Regions from separate parts of the Capra hircus genome. Here region 1 is linked to region 2. Evidence: chromatin contacts called from public Hi-C data. All regions are on one chromosome and are shown on one strand. The core of a region is the stretch at or near the end of the contact, and the rest is flanking DNA. Distances in the headings are between cores, read along the strand shown. Region 1 overlaps DIDO1 (death-inducer obliterator 1). Region 2 holds the start of BHLHE23 (class E basic helix-loop-helix protein 23).

Region 1 (5,028 bases), core at 2,105-4,604, 78 kb before region 2:
GAAGGAGATTTCTGCCCGGGGGTTGTCTGCCGGCCCCCGAGGAGCCTGGAGGAGCCAACTTCTTCGCCACCACCACAGCCATCTTGTCCTCCATGCGTCTGTCCTCCTTCATGGCTGCAAAGGAGAGAGACCCACATAGTGAGGTGGGGGTGTGGGGGGCCCACGTAGCATGTGCACCAGAAACCAGCAGAGATAACCAGGCATCACTCCGTGAGACGGACTTTTAAAAGAGAACTTTTAAAGTAACTGTTGAATTCACAAATGGAGTGTGAAAAGGACTACTAGCAACAATTCTGATAGTGACTATATACTTTGAGGACAAATGCTTTATTATTAATTAAAAAACCAGTAAGCCAGTAAGCTGTTAAAGGCTAAATTTAAGCTGCTAACATAACTTGAAAATTGAAGGGCAAATTTCACTTTATCAAGAAAAGGTATAATTTCGAAGACCACTCTCATGGAGAACTCCAGTGCAATTTTTGGTAAACATGAACTTAGAAAACCTTTCTAGAATGCAGCAGACACTCTCTTTAAATGCATATTCATTGCCCCCACCACCACCACCACCGTCAACACTGCAAGGCTCTGGAAGTACTGGTAACAGTCCATCCCGGGGGTAAGGGGCTCACAGGTGTTCATCATTCTTTCAGAAAGTCAATTGGACATGGTAAGATTAATGAGACATAGGATTCTGGGAGAAGACCGCAACATGGGGAGGCCAGCTACTTTTATACCAGGAGCTGGGTGGCAGGTCCACAACACATTTCCATTCACATGCCTCCAGCTGCAGCTTGTTACTGGCTAAGACAGTAGGTTCGAGCTTTTAACCCAGACAGGGATGTGGTCAAAAGCTAAAACGGAAATCTTTATGTCAGTACTTCATGTTCATGGAGTGTATCTAACCCTGTATCAGGCCAAGAGAGCTGCACCTGCAGGTAAGCAAGGCAGGTCATTCTCAGAACCAGACCTAAAACCAGCCGTCACCGACCTTTTTTTCTAGTCTCTTGATACTGGGTTCTGTGGCCCACTCCCAGACAGCCCCACTCCAGTCCACTGCCCAGAATGGTTGGACCCAAATGGGCAGGATGGGGGGACAGGCGGGTCCAGGGTGCGAGCTGGGACAGCATGGGGACACCACCTGGGCCAGGTGGTCATCTCACATGAGACCGATGGAGAGACTGCCTGCCCAAGTGCAGACTTCTCAAACACCCCCAGCATGGTGAGCCCCCAGCACCTAAATGGGAGACTTCAAGATGTTCCAGCAACCTTCCCACTTTACCCAGAGATTAGAGCCACCAATTTGTCACCCGCTGGTGCTTCTTACAACTGTCCTAGGGAGACCCAGGGAAAGTCCAGTGTGGAAAGTGAGACCCTACCTGCAGCTAAGGCTTGACCCCACAACAGCCCCAAGGCATTCACAGCCAACATCCCGCAGGGCCATCCTGGCACAGGGTCAGAGCACTGCCCTCCAGAAATGCCCTGCCTCCAACACTGGCAATGCCAGGGCAGACAGGGTGCTAAAAGCCCAGGGACTGCAGTTTTTTCCACTTCATAGTTTAAGGGAAATTACTTTTTAACCAAGTTTGAAACAGGGCTACTATGCACACCCAACACTTTTAACTAAGAGTCGGGTTAGAGGCAGTTCACTGTCATCAAGCAACAATCTTGACTTCCAGTCTCTCATTTTCATCTCACAGAGCCTGATTCATGCCCCTCACCCACAGTGTCCCAACCACTAGTCCTGTGTCTGCTGGCATCCCCATGTGATGCTGTCTAGGCTTTCCCAAGACCACCCACTCCCTGTGGAGGGCCCACTCATGCTCTACATCTGCCCCACTGGCCAATACCCACATCCCATTAGCAAATCAGTTAATACAGTAAAACTGGGGACCTCACAGTTACTAAAATGAAAAACAACGTTTCTGTGCGTATTATTTCGTCTGCTCAAGTTCACGTCCCTAAGGGAGTTGCCACACCTCAGTACGCGGAAACTTTTCTTCACCAGCTCAGACTTGGCTAAGAGGGTCTGCAGCACCTAATGTGCAGACTGCTAGAGTTTAGGTTAAATGAGACTGGTGAAGGCCCTCTTCTTGGGGGAAGGGACGGAGCAGAGTGCAGCAGGATGCGGTCCCAGATGTGACCACCAGCAGGGGATGAAGGAACCAGCCTGTCCGCATTAAAATTCAGACCTAAAACCAGCCCAGCCAGCTTTTCTACAAACTTCACTGAGATTATTTTTAACAGCATTTTTAAGTAACTCCAAAATGGTAGCCTAAAGTGCTTCCAGAATCCTCAATGAGGCACCTGTGGTGGGGTCTCAAATCCTGCCACGTGGCATCTACATTGTTTCAGATGACAATTCCTGTTAACTTCACATCCTTCACTCCCTAAGACCCACGCTTGTGCTGTCTCACCGGTGCTCTCACTTGGAAACACAAGCCAGAAGCTTATTTCTGGGCCATTCCCAGTCCAGGTGACTGAAGTGAGCAACCTGCTGTCCAGGAGCAGGTGCAGTAAGTGAACATCACCTGAGAATTAGGGGACAGCTTTCCCGAACCAGCCTTCTGCTCTCTTGGAAAACTAGTTGCTTCTGGCTTTTTAACGTCACCTTTCATCCTGCCTTCCCTGTATCTCAGAGTATGTAAGTAGGTGTAACTAGTATAAATTAAGAAATTGGTAAAAATGTGGACAGTGGTGGGACCTTAACAGCTAGTTGTCTCTGTGCCCCTTGTCACAGGTGGGCTGGTTGCTGCTGGGATGGCAGGACACCACACAGCACTGGAGTGCGACAGTGACACTCATCTGTGTAAAGCTTTAACTGCACCGGCCAACTCTTCACCCAAACTCCTGTTACCGTGTGTGCACCTTCACAGAAGGGAAGGAAAGCAGCACCCCCAAGGCATCGTGGCTCCAGAGACGGCAGACCCCCCCAGTGCTGTCAGGAAGCAGGGAAAACTACCAGCCTGCAAGTTGGAAGAACACAGCCCCCTCCCCCAGGAGTGTGTGCCCAGTCTGGGTCATCCTGGGGTCCTGCCTGTGGCAGTGGCCTGAGTTCCACGCTAGGTGTTTTCTTGGGGAGCAGCTAGAGAAGGAAAAGCTGCCCGGTGGCCTGGTCACTGCCCCAGATGACGTCGTTTCTGCTGGGTCCGGCCATTGGTTTGTACTGGAAATGAGTTGTTTGTGGTGGAGCCCGGTAGGAACCAGGCAGGCCGGTGCGTTCAGGGACCAGCAACATTCTAATTGGCTAATTTCCCAATCAGCATGAAACCGGAGGCCTTGTCACTCGGTGAGGCAGCTGTGGCACTACAGCTTCGCTGGCCACTGGGTGGCACTGGTGGGCCTCGGTGGGGACGGGAGGACAGAGGCGCGGAGGGCCGCCCTCCTCGGGCAGACAGTGCTGTGCAGCTGCAGCAGGACGAGGTAGCAGCGCCGCGCTGCTCGCGCCCAGTCAAGGCTGTTGCAGGGTGGCTCCCACAGGGCCCGGCGAGAAACCCTGAGAGACGGCCATGGCTTTATGCCTTTCGTCCTGCCCAAATGAGGTACCAATTTACCCTGAAAAGCCCCTAGATACGAGGCTTAGAGTCACAATGAAAGTGGAGTACAGGGGAAGCATTGGCAGGGGGACACTTCTTGGGAAGCACAGGCTGTAAATGTCAAAGGAATTAGAGCTTCTGGTGTGACCACGCGCCAAGTAAGACTCACCACATGGTGTGAGTAGAGGACCCCCTCCCTTTCCCCCCTTGCCCATTCCCACGTGGCTACAAACCTGCCCAGACAAGGCAGCTACCGCCCAAGGATCGGGTAAGGGGACCAGCCAGGGCTCAGAGGCCATAGTGCATCTGGGGGATGGACTCCACAGTTATCAGCAGCTGTATTTTCAGCTCAGCCTGGCCATGTATCAGGATGCCTCTCATTTTAACTTTTTGACTCCTCCTGGTGTGAAAAACACCATTTTGCTTTTGTACCTTTGCTTAATTAAGTATTCTTCAGTGAATCTCTCCTGCAGTAGTAGTAATGCTTACATGGGGGGGTGGTGGTACACAGAAAACTCAGGAGGCCTGAGCTCTGGCCCTGCGCTCTCACAGCAGGGGTCTGTATGTGCGTGCATAGCCTAACTGCCCTGCTTTGGGGCCAAAGCTTGTCCAGATGGACTTCTTACTGATATCCAGTATTTGAGCGACTTACACCTACAGAGGTGCATAGAACGATCCATAATAAATTTGCAAAAAACCAAGTACACTTTCAGAGGCAAACAACCCTTCCTGTTTTAATAGTTTCACATACAGTATTTTGAAAATAAAATACTGAATGATTCACAATAGGTTGGTAATGTATGAAAGAAACAGTCAAAGTCACCCCTTCAACAGGAATCACTAGGATGACATGGGACGGAGGCCATGGGAGGCAGTGTTCCCGTGTCCTGCCTGCATGGCTAGTGGTGGGGGTGACCTCCACCCCAAGACCCCACCAGGAGCAGAGCTGATGCGTATCCTGAGCTCTGACCCTGCCAACAGGCACTCCTACTTTAATGAGGTTCAGTTTTCACTCATCTGTGACTAAATCATCTACAACTCTAAGAATCATTATGGGGCCAGGGGCAGGTTGGACGCTTACTGCCCCCACCCCACAGGCCCCTAGTCCCCAAGGGTGGCGCTCAGTGGAGCCTGTGGCCCAAGGCACCTGCTGACCCCAAGGGTTAAGCGGCAGTTACCTTGGTGTTTGTCCTTTGATGCCTCCCGGTGCACGGCAATGCCCCAAGCTTCGTTTACATAAATTTAAAGTGGAAAACTTTCTTATCGATCTTCTTAGGTTAACTTCTTTAACTTTCAGAAGAAAGACTATAACTATATATATGCACAGTGATGTGCAACAAACATCGAGGATGTTAACTGTTCAAGTACACCCGAGCCTCGTGTACCACAGAGGAGGATTTACAGCTGCATCTTCAGAGAGGCCTGTGGACTCGATGCCACCTCGGGACTCTGCCTCAGGGCTTGTCTGCATGTGTCACAGGGGACGCAGAGCCCC
Region 2 (4,762 bases), core at 2,043-4,542:
CCTCTGGCTGGTTATATTGGGGGCGCACAGGCCATGGAGGGGTCAGACTCTTCCTGTTAGGAATGTTCTTCCTATGTCTAGGTCGTCTTAGAATGAGGAGGTCTGTCGTGTAAACTTGGGAGAAGCCAAACAAGCATTCATTTTAATATTTCAGATTGCATGATTAGCGGCTGCTGTTGAGAAACCCACCTAATTTCACTTTAAAAAACTCCTTCACTCAACCCCAGGGAACAGCATGGCTACCATTTTGGGAGGACACGGATAAACAGGTTTGCAGCTTTTAAAAATATTTAAATTTAACTTTTGCTTAAATGAAGTTATTGGAAGAATTTACTTTAATGGTTCTTTTTAAAATTTGTTATTTTTCACCCAGAGGGGCAGAGAAATTTTTCTTCACCTTTTTCTCATTGTGTGGGTGTGTTAGTTCCTCAGTTGTGTCTGACTCTTTGTGATCCCATGGCCTGTAGCCTGCCAGGCTCTTCCGTCCATGGAATTCTCCCAGCAAGAATACTGGAATGGGTTGCCATTTCCTACTCCAAGGGATCTTCCCAACCCAGGGATTGAACCTGGGTGTCGTGCATCGGCAGGTGAATTCTTCACCATCTGAGCCACCAGGGAAGCTCTTTCTCTTATTATTTGGTGTATTTGCTGAATGGCTGCTTACAGATCAGTTGTCTGTGTCTTAGAGACTTAGACTGATTTAGAAGCATGTGGCCCAAACTGACACAACTCTCAGAACACTGAAATTATGAGTTCTGTCACAAATGAACACTATTCAATTTGATATTAAAATTTCATCATATTATTTTTAAAAATTAGTTGAAATCAAATACTTTATTCTGAACATAAATGATGTGCTAAACATGTCTGACTTTAGAATAAGCAGCTCTGTTTCAGATTATAAGTAATTTATAAAGTTGATTCAGAGTCACTTTGAAATGACCCTAGAAGTTAATGACACTCGGTATGCAGTTATCTAAAAGGCATATGAAACACTTTCCAACACTCAGCTTTTAGAATGTGCAAAACTGATAAACTAGTCTGTTACTGGGGCGGGGGGGAGACAATAAGAAATAAATGTGGAAATTAGCAAAAACCAGTATTAAACATATGTCTTTATGAATAAGACTTAATCACACACTTCATTTTGCAAATACAAAAGGGCCTTTTGAAACGTATTAATTAAAGTTAACCGCTGTAGACAGGCCGCTTTGTAGGGCCGCAGTCCTCTCCCTATTAGCATAGCATTAACGACAGCCGCGGAAATTGGGTTAATATAGCCGGGTATTGTGGCAGAGCCGCTCCAGCGCAAACCGGCGAGCTCAGCTCGGTCCCTCTGGGAGGCCCAGGCTGTGCGCGGCGCGTGGACCCCGGCTGGTGGCGGAGTTCTGAGTTGAGAACTGCCTTTAAAAGAAATCCCATCACCGTGCTCATCGGCCAGGGCGTGGCCCCAGCAGCGTGTACTCACCGGGGCCGGGTCACCTCTCCCAGAATTGTGCGGGGTCGGTGGAGAGGGGCCTTGGCCTGTCACCAGGGCTAAACTAGGCCCTCCCCTGACACCCCAGGAGCCCTCCTCCATGCAGCCGCCTTTAAGCAGAGGGCGCATCTCAGTCTCCATAAAGCTTCACCAGGGCCGCGCCAGGGCGGTGGTGGCTGGAGAGTCCAGGGGCTGCTTAGGGACAATGGGAAGCAGCCGGCGTCAACGTCGGCTCACCCAGAGGTCAGCATCTCCAGGCAGGCTAGAAAAGAAACGTAACAAACGGGAGAGGCGAAAAGCTACCAATCGGGGTATTCTTGCGTCCGCGGTCTAGCTTCCTTGCAACCACAGTTGCGGGACCGGGTTGGGGCTCATCCCGCAGTTCCGCTCCTGCGGCACCGGGAGGGGGTCATGGAGCCGGCGGAGGCGGAACACTCCCACCCAGAGCGCGGCCTTGTGGTTGGCAAGACGGCGGACGCAGGCCAAATACGCGCCCCGAGAGGGCCGGGGCCCGGGCTACCCTCCTTCCCTGCGCTCTGCGAGCCCCTAGGTGGCTCTGGGGAGGATCACCCGCGCGGGGATGGCGCCAACCCCTGTTCCCACTGCAACCCCGGGTTTCTTTTTGAGGCTGACCGGTGGCGCCCAGACAAACACGGTTGGTCAGCCCCGTCCTGTCCAGGATCGATGGCTGGCGACGTCCGGAGAGTGCCCAGGGGCGCTGCAGGCTCTAGGACCTGGATTCCAGCACCCCGTTGTCCGGTTCAGTCCCACTCCCGACTGGGCTTTGCTCTTCTGTTCCGCCGGCCCAACTGCTCAGCGCATAAGGGCTGGAAGCGAGGTGCGGCCGTCTTCTCCCCGTGAGCGCAGTCCAGTGGGGGAGGGTGGCAGTCATGGGGGAAAGGTAAAATGAAGGACGCGTGCAGAAGGAGGGACGGCCCAGGGCCCTTAGGGCTTCTCGTTACAGTGTTTGCAAAGCGCCGAGGGCGTCCCGGAGAAGGCGGCGCACTTGTCTGGACAGGGCAGCGCGGCGCTGGCAGAGAAGGGGTACACTGCAGCCTGGCCGAAGGGCGCCAAGGGCGCGGCGGCCACCGGCGCGGCCAAGCCCTGGCCGTGGTTGAGGTAGGCCACGAGGCGCCGCATCTCGTCCAGGGCCTGCGCCTGCATGAGGATGTAATTCTTGGCGAGCAGCAGCGTGGCGATCTTGGAGAGCTTGCGCACCGACGGGCTGTGCGCGTAGGGGATCACCGCGCGCAGACCGTCCAGGGCGTCGTTCAGGTCGTGCATCCGCCGGCGCTCCCGGGCGTTGATGCTCAGCCGCAGCGACCGCTGCTCCCGGGGCCGCCGCCGTCCGTCCGCCGCGCTCCCCGGCCCGCGCCGCCGCCTCCGCCGCTCGAAGGCGTCGTCCTCGTCCCCGCTCTGCTCGCCGCTGCTCTCGGCTGCCGCGGCCGGGGCTCGGGGCGCGGACGCCGCGGGGAGGTCACCTCCCGTGCCCGGCATGCCGTAACAGCGGGCAGCCTCGGGCCCCCGGGCCGGCCCGTAGGCGAGGCCCGCCGCCGCGTAGCCGTGGCTCAGCTCCAGGTACGCGTCCCCCGACAGCGACTTGAGCTCTGCCATGGCCGCGCCTCTGGGCCCGAGGGCCCGCCGGGCGGGCAGGTGCTCCTACGGCCCAGGCCGTGCCGCCCCAGGGTCCGCGCTCGCGCTGGCCGCTGGCGCCGCCTCGGTCCCGTTCCCGGCTCGCGCGTCCGTCCGGCAGTCAGTCAGTCCCCGAGCCTCCCAGGGCCTCGGCCCCGCCTCCTGGTCGCCTCCCCTCCTCCTTCTCCCCTCCCCCTCCTATTCCGTCTCTTTCTCTCCTACTGCCCCCCACCCCACCCCCACCTCTCGCCGCCGCGCGCTGGGCTGGGCTGGGGAGCGCTTTACCTCCCACTCGCGCCGCCACTCCCCCTTTAAGGTGCGGAGGCGCCCGCTGGGACTTCGTAGCCGTCCAATCAGAGGGGACCTGGTGACCGCCTCTTTCCGGAGCCCGGCAGCTTAGGCGGCGCAGACCGACGGCCAAGGGTGGGGGAGCCGCCGGGATGAGGGAGCCGGGGGTCTGGTTGGAGACAGTGGTGGACACGGTGGGGCCTAGGAGCGCTGTTCCCGCTTCTCCGCGCTGCCTCCTGCCGCCCCCGGGGGTGCAGCCGCTGTACGCTCCTGTCCCTCGTGGGCACCCGTCTCAGTCCGACTCCTTCTCTTCTTCTGTGCCATTTGCAGGACCTACGTCCGGCGTCGCGCAGGCAGGGATCAGAGCAGGGAGCGCGCAGAACACCACGGAGATCGACCAGCCGACTCCGCATCAGGTGCCGGGCGTACGCCTGGGGCGCTCCTCCCGGGTGGGCGTCCTAGTAGCACCACACAGCCAGGTAACCCGAAGGGCAAACTGGGCGCTCCCAGCGCCCCTTCCAGGGCCTGCTGGCTCTCCAGGACTTCGGTGCTGGGTGGGAGTGTTGGAGGAGACAGGCGCAAACACGTGGATCATCTGTCGTGGGAACATCAGAGACCGGCTCTCTGGGCCCCCGGATGAGGGGAGGGAACCTGGGGCTGATGTTTAGGAGAGAAGGTCTGACCTACCTGCGTGTCCGGCTGCGAATGAAGGACCAGGAGGGTCTGGGGGAGGCCTTTTCCAAGGAGCCCCTGCACTGCCTCCTGGGCCAAAGTCTGGAGAGCGAGTGGGGGACGCCCCGCAGCTGGGGTGGGGAAGCACCCTGAGGGGCAGGGCGCATCTAGGCTGTTGGAGGGGCGGCAGAGGGCGGGAGTGGGGGTGGGGGCAGAGGCCCGCGTGGCTGGTCCTGGTGGGGAGTTTGGTCTTTGCTGGGAGGACAGAGGCCACCCAGAAGGAGCTCAGGGAAACGCTTTCTGCAGACCGCGGCACCACAGCCCTCAGGGGATTTGGGAGGCTTCCTTCTGGGTGTCCCTCCCGGCCTGGTAGAGCTGGTCAGGGTGAAAGGGGTTGTAAGCAGAGGTGGGCCAGCTCCACTGATGCCCCCGGGCCCATGCGAGTGGTGGGGTCTGATGGGAGCTGAGGGCCTCCTGCCTCTGGGCCTCAGGGCTGGGGGTGGGGTTAAGGGGTCGGGTAGGCTCAGTGGATAAACTGAGGGTGGGAGCGTTTGAACCAACCAAGGGGTGTCTGGCAGGCATTTGTGCGGTCGTGGGTATGTCATCAGAATATGTAGTCATTGAAACCACAGGCACCCAGGAGATCGATTTTCGAGGCTGGAGCAGAGCTCCCGCTGTGGCTGCAGGTCGGCA

What was found. Hi-C and Micro-C count contacts between places; a contact is called where the count stands out from the background.
Region 1: a contact with region 2 is called in a Hi-C map of blood, with 6 times the contacts expected there. The contact joins the enhancer-like site here to the promoter of BHLHE23 in region 2. A contact is called at or near these places in 2 of 5 Hi-C or Micro-C datasets (blood and liver).

Annotation. Positions count from the first base shown.
Region 1 is chr13:53,824,182-53,829,209 of ARS1.2, reverse strand. It overlaps DIDO1 (death-inducer obliterator 1), which reads right to left. Exons shown (of 17, transcript XM_018057573.1): 8 at 1-114. Among named protein-coding and RNA genes, the nearest start is that of TCFL5, 25 kb to the left of the region's middle. Within about 2 kb of position 3,354, at least 3 of the 5 cell types and tissues checked have an H3K27ac peak or open chromatin away from gene starts, as enhancers often do.
Region 2 is chr13:53,746,345-53,751,106 of ARS1.2, reverse strand. BHLHE23 (class E basic helix-loop-helix protein 23) reads right to left here and starts at 3,292. Exons shown (of 1, transcript XM_005701397.3): 1 at 999-3,292. The coding sequence starts at 3,091. The coding sequence ends at 2,423.